Linked DNA regions of Mus musculus: region 2 is linked to region 1. The links are chromatin contacts, called in public HiChIP or PLAC-seq maps. All regions are on one chromosome and are shown on one strand. Each heading gives the region's core, a stretch centred on a gene start, on an enhancer-like site or on the middle of the called end of the contact. The rest is flanking DNA. Distances are from core to core; before and after follow the strand shown. Region 1 has its middle 3.4 kb from the start of Gm41048. Region 2 overlaps Ipo11 (importin 11).

Evidence for each region. HiChIP or PLAC-seq counts read pairs in DNA pulled down with a chosen protein or histone mark.
Region 2: an H3K27ac HiChIP or PLAC-seq map of embryonic stem cells shows a contact between it and region 1, with 7 times the contacts expected there. The contact joins two enhancer-like sites. A contact is called at or near these places in 3 of 39 promoter capture datasets (the 3T3-L1 cell line, the C10 cell line and liver) and 1 of 115 datasets of contacts at active chromatin or transcription factors (embryonic stem cells).

Annotation. Positions count from the first base shown.
Region 1 is chr13:104,909,769-104,912,901 of GRCm38.p6, reverse strand. No RefSeq gene overlaps it. Among named protein-coding and RNA genes, the nearest start is that of Gm41048, 3.4 kb to the left of the region's middle. Within about 2 kb of position 1,696, at least 9 of the 459 cell types and tissues checked have an H3K27ac peak or open chromatin away from gene starts, as enhancers often do. A contact at or near this core is called in embryonic stem cells, where this site is marked.
Region 2 is chr13:106,855,200-106,858,332 of GRCm38.p6, reverse strand. It overlaps Ipo11 (importin 11), which reads left to right. Exons shown (of 30, transcript NM_029665.4): 23 at 1,025-1,104; 24 at 1,515-1,595. Among named protein-coding and RNA genes, the nearest start is that of Lrrc70, 20 kb to the right of the region's middle. Within about 2 kb of position 1,597, at least 5 of the 459 cell types and tissues checked have an H3K27ac peak or open chromatin away from gene starts, as enhancers often do. A contact at or near this core is called in embryonic stem cells, where this site is marked.

The DNA of each region.
Region 1 (3,133 bases), core at 447-2,946:
ATACTGAGTATCAGAATGTCTTTAGTGACTTTCACCCATGAGGACTGCAATTCAATAATAGGCTCCCGATGTGGGGTTCTCGAACAACCCTAGCTATCCTGTACTTCCTTCACCTTCCTAGGGGACAGACTTAATATGGGCACACTGACAAGCAGGTGAGATCAGAAGAGAAGGAAGGGCGGGCTGGGCAGTTAGAGGCCACAGTGGTAGAGGTGGGTGGGTGAGGTATGGTCATTATTGGAAAATAATTGAGGGCATCAAATAGATAAGTAACAGTAGAATAGGATGGTAAGTAAGATAAGTAACAATAGCTTTCCCCAAGACTATGTTCATTTAATATTTGTTGTCATTCAACCAACATTTATTGAGTATAAGCTATGTACCTACGCCAGCTACGCAGTTTTAAAGACACAGCCTTGTCCTGTCTTCCAGACCTACCTAATGTAGAAGACACAGGGAAGATATTGATATAATGACGACAGCAGATGGGAGGAGGAGATGGAGGTGATAGGGTTTCATGCATTCATTAATCCTGCATGTTTCTCCTTTTCTCCTAAACCACTGGGCACAGGCTCTTACTTCTGCCTCTCCTATAAAACTGATTTCAGAACCATCCAATGCTCCGCTGCTGCTGCTGCTGCTGCTGCTGCTGCTTCTTCTTCTTCTTCTTCTTCTTCTTCTTCTTCTTCTTCTTCTTCGTCCTCCTCCTCCTCCTCCTCCTCCTCCTCCTCCTCCTCCTCCTCCTTGGCTTCTTCTCCTTCTTTTCTTCTAATCTGGGGAAGGGGCTCAGTCTGTGTTTTTTCACAAAAAGAAGATGGAGCTCAATGGCTGCCTGAGAGATTAGTTCGTCAACTAGACACAGATCCTGAATCTTCTAGCAAGTATGACTCTAACCTTGATTATGGCTAAAAATCCTCTTTAGCCAAAAAATTAAATTAAAGCACAGCCTCCACTCCCAGGGAAGCTGTAAGCCTTTCTGCAATTCTCAAAGTCACCTCCTCCACACCCGGAGCTCTAGGTCTAGCCTGATCGTTGCTAATTTGCAAATGAATGGAGTATCTGGACTTCCCCAAAAGAAGCTTTTGTAGTGTGCCTTTCACTGTCTAGACTTTGTTTTCAAGCAGGTCAGTCAACGCCCTTCAGCCTGACTGCAGCAGGTGTGCATCCCCGCCCCCAACAGCTTGCAGGTGGCAGTTATTAATTTTCATCAAGAATTCTAAGTACATATTGTCTTGTCCCTTTGGTCTGATTTGGGAATAAGGTGCGCTATGAGGGCCAGTTAGCCAATGACAGGCAACCAGATCCCAGATCATACCAATCTAAGACAGGGGTACATGCCAAAAGGCAGTGGCCGTTGATATTACACCATAGAGCCATGTTTGTGTGAATTATAACACAAACTCACTGCATGTAACTTCTGATAACGGAATTGGATGGTTCGAGAGGATCTGAGATCCTAAGGCAGGCACGGCCGCCAGCCACCATAATTCCCAGGCAGGACTATGGAGCATAAATAAATTTTATACCTCAGTCCAGCTTTTTATTAATATTAATAACAGGGAGGAGATGTAGCCTCCCAAAAACCTGAAACAGGCTAAGCCAGAACCTGACCTTGCTGCCACTAAGGAGATTATCTAGGGTGGAGCCTTCCTCCCTAGATCACTCTAATGTTCTGCCACCTTGGCTGTTCCTCTTCAAGATACTGCTACCTGCTGAGAGGCCCTGGAGCTATTCTGGAGATTACGCCCTATTCTGCACATCATCACCTGCAGCTGGTTCCAGGCTCCAAGGATGAATTGGCAGGAATAACCTTAAATATCTGCTTCTCTTGCCATCACCTCCCACAGACTGGGATTACAGGGTACACTTCCACACCTAGGTCTATGTAATGATGAGGATATAGCCCAGTGCTTCTTGAATAGTAGAGATATACTCTACCAACTGAGCTACCCCCACCAGCCCTGGGATCCCCATATTCTTTGTGCACTGATATGTCCTGAGCACCTACAACCCTGCTTGGGACATGGTAGGAGCATAATAACATATGTTTACAGCCCTGCTTGGGACATGGTAGGAACATAATAACATATGTTTCATTAAAACTGAGTTTGTTCAACACCACTTGGAAGACAGATTTTTTTTTTTTTTGCATCTGCTATGCGCCATTCTGCAATACAGTACCTAAATATTAAGAGATAAATAAAGGAGACTTGCCCTCACATTCATGAAGCACAAAGAACACTGGAGAGCAGACTCCACCAGAGGAATTGTGATGACCGTTCTCATGGTAGTCAGAGTGTTGTTGGAAAATACACTTGGGAGTTAGAAAAGGCCTCCCTAAGGAAATGGCTTAAGTTAAAACCAGAATGAAATATAAACGGAAGTGGGAAGGACACGCAGAGCATCCTGGACTGAGAGAGCAGACAGGGGTGGCATCAACCAAGTATTGTGCAGGAGCAGTGACTCATTTGTGGCTGGGAAAGGAAAGAGGAAAACCAGATGAGATCACACTTAAATTGAATTAACTGGGTCAGGTAGCAGGGACTGACAGGTTGCAAGGGTGAGAAAGAGCAAATAGACCACTGTCAGCTGAAATCCAGGAGAAGGGAAATGTGGAGCTAGGTTGACTGAGTTTGCCTGGACCACAGGGCTGAGCTCCTAAGGGAGTGCTACGAGAAGAAAGGCAGTTGGAGCAGACATAATGAGAAAGTCTGGGAAGGATTTGTGTGGGATTTCACCATCTTATTTAGTTGTGGCATGTTGACTCCAAGAACTGACACCATGGTAGTCGAGAATATGCTGAGTTTGATCCCACAACCTAGAAGGTCCCGGACACTGTTTTTATAAAGGAATGAAAGACAAAATCTTCGTCGTTAAAATTCAGAGGAGTCAAATGAACCCAAGAATTTACAGTTCACTTCTTCACAGTGAGAAATAGAGCTCTGCCTGACAGCCATGGTTGGTGGCCCTCAGTCTCGTTGCCTTCACACACTCTTTCTCTGGATCTGTGAATGCACCAGAAGGTTCCAGAAGGGAGGTTTCCTGTAACCTTGACAAAGCATTGCTTTTAAGTGGTGTTGCCTGACTGGTTTGTTCTCATAAAGGATTACCATGGCTTTTTTCAGGGAACCAA
Region 2 (3,133 bases), core at 348-2,847, 1.9 Mb before region 1:
TCAGATTAGAAGAATTCTCAAGTAATAACTCAAAGTCTGTTTTTCAGTAACCAGCCCTTTGCCATTTCCTTGACATGCAATCATTCCCAAAGGCAGTGCCGGCTGCTTCCTGCTGATTCCCTAGAAAACTCTGTCTTTTAGTTGTCTTAGGGAAAGAAAGGAGGTGTGCTTGGCACAAAGGCCTTGTGTAGCTTCTTTTCCTACCTTGGGGATTTTATGTAGTGCCAGTCTGGCCGCGTCAGAACGTCAGCCAGACCGGTCATCTGAGCCTTCTCATGAGCAGGGTTCCACGCTTTCATGGTCAGCTTCATACAGCGACCCCACTCTGCCGTCTTCCCCCACTAAAAACTGAACACGCTTGCTCTCTACATACTTTTCTTTATAAACCAGGAAACCCCAGGACCCAGCTCAGGTTTTGGTTGGAAATGAAAAGTCCCAGCCGTGCGCTTTCCTAGCGTTGTTCTGACGACAGAAGGGAAGGGTGCCTTTCTCAGTCTTTAGAGTTTTACTGCTACAGGGTGAATGAGAGCACTGTTACATCTGACCAGCTTATGAATACTGGCTAGATTGTAGTCACGAAAATTTATAAAGAAAGCATGTAAGTTGCTCTTATTTTATTTTCCTTTTATCCAGGCTGGCATTGAACTCACAATCCTCCAGCCTCAACCTCTTGAGTGCTGGAACTATAATTGTGTGTCACCACCCTTGCTGTAACTTAGTTTTTCTTTTTCACTTGTTTGTAGAGATTTTTCTTTTTCTTTTTCTGATGATAAAACATTGTCAATCCTGTCTGATCTTCTATCCTAGAGCTTCCATCCAGCTGCCTTGCAAACGGTAAGCTGCATGCTTGCTGCTTCAGGAACCATAAACAGTCAAAATCCATTAGTAATCATGGTTAAAAACAAACTTGAGTGCTTCAAGTTGCTATAGCAACTTAGTTTTAACTAAAATGAATCATTACCTCACTTAAATTTTGAACAGCTAGTTAATTTGCTCTTTTAAACAATAATTACTGTTTTGGCAGAATTAAGTTCAGAGAATCTCAGAACCTGCTTTAAGATCATCAATGGCTATATCTTTTTATCATCAACAGAATTTTTACAGGTATGTCAGAACACCTTTTGCATTGTTAATAATTATATATTATTTTGGGGTTTGTGTGGTATCAGGAAGTGCCTTTTCAAAGTTCAGATTCGGTCTGATACTTTAGTGCTTAGAGATTTTATTTCCCTGTAAGTATTTCTCACTGTAGGAAGGGCGAGATCAGCGTCCAGTTCCACTGAAGCTGACTACAGAAGATGCACTATCTACGTAACTATATACTCAGCAGTCAGTGTAGCAGTAGCTTACGGCCTATCTTCTTCATTCTTCCTATGAGGGGTCTTACTTGAAAGTGTTTGCTTAGACCTTTAGTACCAATTCTTGAATAATGTGAGACCTTCCAAATTGAGTTTCTTGCCTTTTCAGTATTGTAGCTGTGTTCTTACACATATTGACCTTTGATTGGATTTCAGACATATGCAGCAGGTTTGTGCCAGTCCTTTTATGAGCTGCTACCAGAGATTACTACAGAAGGTCAAGTTCAAGTGCTGAAGGTATTGTCATTTTAAATTGATTGTCATGCTGATATTGGTGAGGCCGAGCCTCCATAGAATGGATGGCTGAGAAAGAGAGAAACTGATTGAATTCTAGCGAGTGTTCAATTTGGCCGAATTCCTTCCTCTGTACCAAAGGCATCAAATTTGAATGTGTGTACAAGTCACCTAGAGGTCTTGTTAAAATGCAGTTTTGGATTTCTCATTTTTTTTGTTTTGTTTTGGCTTGTTTTTATAATTTATTTTTAATAATTTTATAAATATTTTTATTTTATATACATTATTGATTTGACTGCAGGTATGTCTGAGTGAGGTGTCGGATCTCCTGGAACAGGAATTACAGACAGTTGTGAGCTGTCATGTGGGAGTTAGAATTGAACCCAGATCCTCTGGAAGATCACCTGTGCTCTTAATCACTGAGCCATCTCTCCAGCCCCCTGCTAATACGATTGTAGCTGATTGGAATAATGTCTATCCTAAAACCTCATTGGATAGAGATGAGTTAAAAGCCTTTTACCAACTTGTCCTAAACCTAGCAACCTTCAGTGTACCTTAAGTTTTCAGTTGTTTTGATAGTGTTCTAGGTATTCTAGTGGGAAGCAAGCCTCACCATGAGCTACACCCTCACCTTGGCAGCCTGCCTCCCAGACCGGGACTCAGACGTTAGTCTTCGTATGCTAAGCAGCAGTGGTCACTGCTTAGTTAGTCTTAGTTAGTCTACATTTGGGACAACAATTTCACTGACAGTTTTAACTTTAGTATTGAAGTTAGAAGCTAGATTTGTTGGGATCTTGTCCAGTTAAGAGCCAGTATCCTGTGAACTGTATGTATTATCTTTATATGACCTTCTATGAAAGAAATGCTATAACATGAGTATAGTAGCTAACGTATAACTGTATTAAACTATATCATAATATGTATATGCACATATGTATCCATATTTTACATATGGAATTTGAAAGCTGTAGCTGTTAAATGTCTTAATTTCTTAGCTGTGTTTTATATCAAATAAGAGAAGTAAATTCTGGCTAGACAAAGTCTTACTTTTTTAAAACTTTGTTAATTTTTTGGTTTTTTTTTTTTTCTAGACTGGGTCTCACTCTGTAGGTTTGGCTATCTTAGAACTCACTGTGTTGACCAGACTGTCCTCAAACACACAAAGATCCACCTACCTCTCTTCCCCAAGTGTTGGGATTCAAGGCGTGCACCACTATGCCTGGCAAAGTCTTTCAATCTTGACAATTACTTTTTTGTTATGAAAACTATGGCATGGGCTGGTGAGATGGCTCAGTGGGTAAGAGCACCCAACTGCTCTTCTGAAGGTCAGGAGTTCAAATCCCAGCAACCACATGGTGGCTCACAACCATCCGTAACGAGATCTGACTCCCTCTTCTGGAGTGTCTGAGGACAGCTACAGTGTACTTACATATAATAAATAAATAAATAAATAAATAAATAAATAAATAAATCTTTAAAAAAAAAGAAAACTGTGGCATTATCTTAGATCTTCAAGGTGAATTTTCTTCTAGTGGAACTCA